Regions from separate parts of the Mus musculus genome. Here regions 2 and 3 are each linked to region 1. Evidence: chromatin contacts called from public Hi-C and promoter capture Hi-C data. All regions are on one chromosome and are shown on one strand. The core of a region is the stretch at or near the end of the contact, and the rest is flanking DNA. Distances in the headings are between cores, read along the strand shown.

Evidence for each region. Promoter capture Hi-C pulls out the DNA fragments that hold promoters and counts their contacts. Hi-C and Micro-C count contacts between places; a contact is called where the count stands out from the background.
Region 2: a contact with region 1 is called in a promoter capture Hi-C map of pre-B cells, with 2.5 times the contacts expected there. The contact joins the promoter of Edaradd here to the promoter of Mtr in region 1. A contact is called at or near these places in 8 of 39 promoter capture datasets (the C10 cell line, cranial neural crest, embryonic stem cells and 4 more) and 1 of 9 other capture datasets (liver).
Region 3: a Hi-C map of cortical neurons shows a contact between it and region 1, with 2.2 times the contacts expected there. The contact joins the enhancer-like site here to the promoter of Mtr in region 1. A contact is called at or near these places in 1 of 39 promoter capture datasets (hippocampal neurons), 2 of 15 datasets of contacts at CTCF or cohesin (large pre-B cells and pro-B cells), 2 of 484 Hi-C or Micro-C datasets (cerebral cortex and cortical neurons) and 4 of 115 datasets of contacts at active chromatin or transcription factors (embryonic stem cells, large pre-B cells, pro-B cells and 1 more).

Annotation. Positions count from the first base shown.
Region 1 is chr13:12,256,756-12,259,455 of GRCm38.p6, forward strand. It overlaps Mtr (5-methyltetrahydrofolate-homocysteine methyltransferase), which reads right to left and starts at 1,358. Exons shown (of 33, transcript NM_001081128.3): 1 at 1,107-1,358.
Region 2 is chr13:12,519,015-12,521,714 of GRCm38.p6, forward strand. It overlaps Edaradd (EDAR (ectodysplasin-A receptor)-associated death domain), which reads right to left and starts at 1,436. Exons shown (of 6, transcript NM_133643.4): 1 at 904-1,436. The coding sequence starts at 934.
Region 3 is chr13:11,762,778-11,765,477 of GRCm38.p6, forward strand. The region is part of intron 27 of Ryr2 (ryanodine receptor 2, cardiac); the gene reads right to left. Among named protein-coding and RNA genes, the nearest start is that of Ryr2, 340 kb to the right of the region's middle. Within about 2 kb of position 1,369, at least 8 of the 459 cell types and tissues checked have an H3K27ac peak or open chromatin away from gene starts, as enhancers often do. A contact at or near this core is called in cortical neurons, where this site is marked.

The DNA.
Region 1 (2,700 bases), core at 108-2,607:
GAAAGTGGAGAAGAGAGCAGGGCCAGGTGCAAATAGCCAACCATTTTCTCTCATTTTCTGCAAGGGATCACTATTTAATCTATTCTAAATTTTCAGAGGCTTTCTGCAGCAATAACTATATTCAATTACTCTTCTTTTTCTAAAAAGAAAGGAAGAAGCCTGAAGCCCTAAAAGACTAAATAACCATGCCGTAACTCTATGAAAAAGAGCGATCTTTTTTTATAGCAACAGCAATGTGCTGCCGGGCAATGTCCCACTGGTTTCAAGAACAATTCTACCAGCCCTATTTGTCAGATATTCACCCTCCTCCTAGGGCTACACACTATGCCACACCATACTCACTGTTCTGTCTTAAAAAGAAACAGGATCTCATGTTACCGAGGCTGGTCCAGAACTCATTGTGTTCCAGAGAATAGCCTTAGACGTAAACCCCTTCGAGTCTAGCTTTATGCAGAGCTAGGGATTAACTAAACCAGAGCTTCCTGTCCGCTGGGCAAGCACAACCTGATGTCCTTATTACTAATTCTCTCGACTCTACGTCTTACCTCACTCACACGTCTTATAGGAATCTCTCTCCAAATCTTTAAGACACTCAAAACTGAAATTATACTCCCTTTGTGTCTTTTCTCATTGTGGAGGCCAGAGCCACCAATATCCGAGTAATTTGCGATTACTATTCTGCCTTCCATCCCCACTCCTGGGTACTGAGAGTCCAGTCAGGCAACCGTCAAGCTAAAGCCAGAGTTTCCAAAAGTAAAGAGTAGAAAAGGAAATTAAAACCCCACGTGGTTCAACTGTCTAGGCTGCCTTACCGGCCTCCCAGCATCTGAACTCGTCTCGGGCAGACAGCTTTCCGTAAACATTTACTGAATACAGTTATATCATGCAGAACTTCCCAGGAGCCCCGCGGGAAGTTGTTGCTAGAAGTTGCAGCGCTAAAGGCAGCGCTCGTCGCTCCGCCACCGGACCGAGCGTGTGCGGGTGAGTGAAGAAAGAGACCCAGCAAGGACCGCGTCCCCCCCGAACTCCAGGCTGGGTCTCCGAAGGAGAAACTCCTGGAGAGCCGAGGCACCCACAGAACCGCTAGACCTGGATGGAGGAGTTACCGAGTGACAACAGCGCAGGCGACGCGCCGCCAAGAGTCCTCCTCAAGCAGGGAAGGCTTGATCTCCAAAGAATTCCACCGCGGGCGGCTCCAGCCAGCGTTTTCTGGCCTGACGAACTGACAAGATCCCCGAAGCTCCAGAGCCGACACACCGGGCCTCCGGGTACCGTGCCTCGGGCACGCGCTTCTTACGGAACTCCCAAGCGCAGAGCTCCCCGCTACAGAGCAAGGCCGCAGCGACAGACTAAAGGAATTGACGACGTAGAGACGGCCGCCGCCGCCACTGCGCCGTTAGCTCTCCGCTCAATCTAGCCTCCGGCAGGAGGGCCCGCCCCCTTCCCGGCATGTGATTGGCCCTCAACAGCTCCTCGCCGCCGTGTATAGGCTGTTGGTCGTTACCCAATCGCCGGAGGCTTTGCTCCGTGGCCCTATGGGAGATGTAGTCCTGAGTACTGGGTCCCTATGGAGACCAGAGCGTCTCTTCCCTGAGTTCTGGAAATGGTTCCCAAAGACCTCTCCAAGTTCTAGTCGAAAAATTCATACTATAGTATTGGCTCTCATCAGTGGTGGAGTATCAAGGGCCAGGAATCTGAAGTCAGAAAATTAATTGTAGCTTAGTTTTGCAGACACTAAATATCTTGTCTCCCTCATCCACAGAAAAGAAAGACTAGAATGAAAGTGACTATTAATTTATAGGCTTGCAACAGGGGTTAAAAAAAGAACCCGTGAGTACACTATGGAAATTATGAGGCACTATAGATGCTAATGGCCACACTGATACTAAACATTTACTGAGTAAAACACTCAAGTTGAGATACACACTTGGATAGCACAAGTGGGCCAGTAAGAACTTGCACAAATAATTAAACATGGAAAGAAGAAAGTAGGAAACATCCCAAAGGGTTTATGGTATTCTAAGGCAAATAAGTATCTGGGGCAGAGACGGGAAGATTCCTGGGTTTTGCTAGCTGCCAGTCTGAATGAAAAGCCAGTGAGCTACAGGTTCAGAAAACAATCCTGGCTAAAGAAATAAGGTGGATAGTGAGAAAGGAGAATACAGATGGTCTCCTTTGGGCTCTGCAATACAGGAGCTCATTTATCTTAGCACACAGACATGCATACAATGCACACACGCACACACACACAAACAAACAAAGTAGTTGGGTCTTAAAGGAAGGGTATATTTTTTTTAGTCAGAGGAAATACACAAATAAAACATAACATTTTTTTCCCTTAGGAAGATCAAAGTTCCCTCCAAACCTAATTTGATGTTTTATTACTAGAAGCAAAGACCAGCATGGCACAGCATCACTCCAGAGGAATTAAGGAAGCACCTTGGGCTGCTTCACTCACATTCATTTGAAGAATGGATACCCCCTACCTCAGAATGCTTTAGGGAGGGGCTGCTACCCTTACATGGTTCCTTATTAAATTTGAAAAGTGCCTCAAAAGTTTTGACACCAGAAAGACACCCCAAAAACATGTGTCTAAACTGCAACTTCAGGTGAATATGACTAAAGCAGTTACATTGTGAGAAGTGCTGAAGGTATGAGATGTCTTCCCTGGCACAGGAGTGACCATGGTTCCTCACCACA
Region 2 (2,700 bases), core at 186-2,685, 260 kb after region 1:
CTGTGTGGCTCTTACCAGAGTGTCCAACCTCACCAAAACCAGAGAAAGACCTAGCGTACTCAAAGGGACATATCATCCTTTCGTTCACAAACACCGATGGAGTTTGTAGCTAGATTACAGGAGGACAGAGGAGATTCCTGGACGTTGACGTTTAAAGGAATTTTCCTTAAATGAGGGAGAAGCGATAGAAAAATCTAGATTCTGACCTCAGATATCAAAGCACATTTTTAATGTACTACGGGGACTAGAGACCTCCACAGGTGGGGATTGCGCATGTGGGCTCAGCCTCGTGGCTCTGTGGACAGTATAATAGTTGAATAGTGGCTCGGAGAGGTTAAGACTTGCACAGAAGCAAACACATCTCAGCAAAGTGAAGCTAGGAGGGAGAAGACGAACAAGGAAATGTGCGAGTGGAAAGCAAGGGAGAGCCTGGAAGGAAGGGGGTGCAGAATCCTCCCTCCTATGTTCTTTTCTATCAAAGGTTGGCTGACTTGTTTCAACCAGGCACCCGCGTGGCCCAGAACAAAAGCGCTCGGCCGGGCCTCCGCGTGGGGAGAGGGACCACGCACACCTTGCAGTGTGCAGGAAGCGAGCGATCAGCTGCTGCTCACAGAGGGGCAAGCGCAGGGGTAGGATCGGGAGAGGTAAGACGCGTGCCGCAGCTGTTCCCATCCAGCCTGACACACATCTGGCGCCCTGGTGTCCAAAAGAAAAAAAAAAAAAAAAAAGAAAGAAAGAAAGAAAGAAAGAAAGAAAGAAAGAAAGAAAGAAAGAAAGGAAGGAAGGAAGAAAGAAAGAAAAAAAAAACCGCTCCCAGGGGATGACTGAAGTTCAGTCTTTCAGTCTCATTAATCCAGCTGGTGGTCACACCCCAAGTGAGGGCGCGGCACCTTGCCGCTTTACCTGAGCGCAGAGGGTCGTCCGGAGAAGCCATGAAGACCAGGAGAGGACAGATGAGTGTCCGAGCAGGGGTGGACAGTCTCTAGGACCCCTGAGAACAGCAGGATCGCAGGGACCCAACCTCTTGCGTGGTAATGCGCGACTCTGTCTGCGCTCTGCCCTGCTGCTGCTGCTGCTCCTCCTCCTCCCTTTCCTCTTCTTGATCTCTGCCACTTCTTCCTCGTGCTCACTTCCTGCAATTAGCAAAGCCCCTTCCCGGCGCGAGTCTCTCCAGAACTCTGGAGAGGATTCCGTGGGTTGCGGTTGGGCACGAGAGGACACCGAGGGGCCCCCGGAGCACTTGCCCTGCTGGTACCTAGGGCGTAGAACCCTGGTCTTACCACGGAGGTCCCACGCGATCGCAACTGGGAGAGCCTTTCAGCTAGCCTTCCCCTGGCTGCCGCACGCGCGGGTGGCTTTCCCGGCTCCTAATCTCGTCCTCAGCTGGGACACCAAAGCACTCCCAGCGTGCTCCTTGCACAGGCCCGGGCTGAGACGCCTGCCGGCGATTTGATGTTTGAACAGTTTCCTAATCTTCAGGCAGCCTGAACGGCGGCATGACCGCACACGCTAGCACTTTCTAATTTGATGTTTCTTTGGCATTAGTTACTGCCTGACCTCCTGGGTGAGCACTACACAAAGGAGCGGGAAGAAAAGTCAGTCTTGAGGTCTCTGGTTTACTCCTCTGAAGGAAAAAGCAAAAACCAAAAAAACAGTATACGGTTCTGTTAGAAATGCAGAACCCATGGGCCCTTAAACGAATTAAGATTTAGCTTAAATGGGATTTTATTCTAATTAAGAGCAGAGAATCTGATCTTTTATTTTTTTATTTTTTTGTTTTTTGTTTTTTGGGTTTTTTCGAGATAGGGTTTCTCTGTATAGCCCTGGCTGTCCTGGAACTCACTCTGTAGAACTCAGAAATCCACCTGCCTCTGCCTGCCAAGTGCTGGGGTTAAAGGCATGTGCCACCACTGCATGGCGAATCTGATCTTTTAAAATGGCTATATTTTATTTAAAAGTTTAAGTTATTTCTATTATTTTTTAAATCATATTGGGGGTGAGGGGTATGAACACACAAGTACAGTGCCTACAGGGTCTAGAAGACGGTGGTAGCTCCCCTAAAGGTGGAGTTGCTGGTGGTTGTGGCCTTGCTAGGAACTGAGCTTGGGTCTTTTGCAAAAGTGGTAGCACTTTCAAGGCTAAGCTGCCTCTCCAGCTCTAGTGGCAGCATCTTCACTATGTGCCATATACAAAGGTTACAGACACGTTACATTTAATAGGAATCTCTGAAAGGAAGCACATAATCTATATCTGCCTTGGACATAAGCATAGAACTATTTTCTTTTTAAAAAAGGAGTTTAAAGGAGATGCCAGCCAAGGATGTAGGTCAGTAGTAGAGTGCCTGGCATGCATAAGCCCCAGCCTGATGATATACGTTGTAATCCCAGCACACAAGAGACTGAGGCAGGAGGGGAGTCTGGAGTTTGAGACCACCAAGAACTTTATGGTGTGGGGCTTTATTAAAAAAGAGGAGGAAGGGGGGAGGAGGAGGAAGTAAGAAAAGAAAGATTATTTCAGTATTTGCTGGACAATTTCATTAACAAATTACCCAATTCAGATTAATTAATAAACTGAACATTTCAGGGAGACAGCAAATGCCAATGTATCTTTGTGGTGCCCCCCAGGCTGCTCTGTGGTTCTGAGGCTCACGGCACTCTTGGGGTTGGTTTGTATTCTCCATAAGATGCTGCCATGGAAGAG
Region 3 (2,700 bases), core at 119-2,618, 490 kb before region 1:
AAACAAACTTCAGATAAAATGAAAATCTGGATCAACTGGAATTAGAGAAACCAAGCAATCTAAACTATATTTGGTGTATTTGGAGCCTGCAACACATGAGCTCAAGCGCCTGCTGAGCTGGCTTGAGAAACAGATTCCCCCCAGCTTCAAGCACCAGACCAAAGGAAGGCCAAAGAGTCACATCCCTATCAAAGACACAGAACTCCTTTCCAAGTAGAAAAGCCCACACCGTGCTTGATTCATAGACACTTAGTATGCAGCTCTAACTTGTGTGAGTGTGACAAATGATGTTTATATTCAAATAATAAATAGAATACTTGACACTAAAAATAACGAACCCTTTAGCGGGTACCTTTCTCCTGGACATAATCAAGGCTATTGGGACTCAAATCAAGAAAGTTGGGCAATAGATCTGATCAGAGGCTGTGTTCCCTGGACCCACAGAGCAGGAAAGAGTGGGTAGATGGTGACTGATGGGCAAGATTGAGGGTAAAGTCTTGGGTTATATTCTAATGTCCAATTTTCTCACCAGACCACAGGCTTAGAAGCCACCAACCACTAGAGGGCAGTGAGACCTAACTATGTTTGAAAATGACAAATTACACCCAGGATCAAGGAAGGCACCATTAGTCTCTAAAAGTTTTATACATTATCTAGAATGTGCCAGGTGTATTTATATCATACTTTAAAAATAACTGGTACCAAACCAGCCGCCCTTTCAACTTCCAGGCATTACATTTAGTAGAGTGATTCAGATCTCGATAAAAATCTTGTAATGAATAAGAACACATTCCACTTCAGATGTTTTAATACATCATTGAGAATAATACTGCTAAGGTACCACACAACTCAAATACTGATGCATGTTTCATTTGGAATATGTGAGCCTTCTCCTGAAAAGTGGAGAATAAATCAAGAGCTATAACCAATTGCACAAAGTTAGGCTTGATGTTTGCAACCTTTTCTTCATTTAATTTAATCAAATGTAAACCACAGCAGAAGAGTAAGTTACAAACAAATGTTTCTTTTTAAAAAAGTATTTATTGTTAACGTGTGCGTGCATATGGGAGTCAGAAGGCAGCTCTGGGAAGTCTAATTCTCGCCTATATTAACAGGGCTTCCAGAGCCTGAACTCTGGTCTTCAGGCTTTCCGAAGCAGTTGTTTTACCCAGAAGCTGCCTTTCCGGCCACAAATTGATGCTTTTAATCGAATCTAAGCAATCACGAGGCTGATGTGGTGTTTCACCATAAAATCTTTCACACCTTTTAATCTCTACTTTAGAAAAATCACAGCCTTTTCCCAAAGGCTTCCCAAGTAGTCCCTACCCCTCCCAGCATCCTCCCCCACCAATCTGTCCCCTCTCTCTGTTACCATAGTTACATTTCTACAGTAAACTGGGATGGCATAGCAAGCTCCTGCAGGACAACTTTTGGGGCTGGTACCCTCTGCTCAAATATCTCCACAAATCTTAGCTAGGGGTTCAATATATTCCAACTTTTGCCTTATCTTCCCTTCATGAGTGGCTGCTGTCTCCTGACCTGTGCCCTACATTTGGCCCAAGGACAGAACCATTTCTCGGGCCTTTCTGTGTGCAATCATGCCATACACACTCTCTGGATGAAAATGTCTCACTGTGATCGATAACTGCTGATATTTTGATTGGTTCAGATTCTAACTCAGAAAACAATGTCTCCCATAAACGATACCTCACATGGGTGAGTTAATCCTTTGTACCTACTTTTTGTAATGTGCTGTGTGTAATCTCCTATGAGGGAGACATATTATTAGGTTCAAGGGTGTAGCCATACATGAGAAACATAATTGAACCTCCTATTGCAACAGAACACAAACTTCGCCTCATTGGTCACCGCTTATGTGATTTCAGAAAGGCAGTAAGTGGTCAACTGTTTCTCTGTGTGTTTGTATGTATTCACGTGTAGGTATGTACATGGTGGGGTATTCAAGAATGTGCTCACGCATGTGGAGCTCAGATGTCTCTGTCAGGTGTCTCCTTTTATAATATAATATTTCTCTGACCCAGGATGTCACACTGAACCTGAAGCTCTCTGGCTATTAGACTAGCTGACCAGCAAGCTTCTGGGATGGACCTGTCTCCATCTCTAGGCACTGTGGTTAGAGTGAAAGTATAACAAATATATAACAAAATTCTAGGCCTTTAGGCCCAGGCTTGGGAATGTGACCTCTGTGACTCAATGCTCCAAGGTATGCTAATCATAAAACAGATAGCAACATTCCTCCACCCACCCGCTTCCTGGGTTCAAAGAGTGTTCATTCAAAGAATGTGCTATTGTTAGGGGCTCTTAGAAACTGTCTTGAGAGATAACCCGAACAATTACCAGGTATTCCTTGTGACTCTTGTGACTTTGCACTTCCTTGGGACTCTTAACTGGTATCTTTGGTATTTTCCAACAACGCCCTCCCCACTTCCTTGAGTTGTGGTTTCTTCCTTTAAATAACCCCTTACCCAGCTACTCTGGGCACCACGGTCCTCTACCCCTGCGTGGTGTATGATCGTGGGCCCGAGAGCGCTCTTGAATAAAAGTCTTCTTGTAGTTTGCAGCAAGCCCGTTTCTTGTGAGTGATTTGGATTGTTGCCTCTCCTGAGTCAGAATGTGGGGGAGTCCTCACGTTGTGGGTCTTTCAAGAGAACCAGCCCTCAGTTCTTGCCTATTTTATGT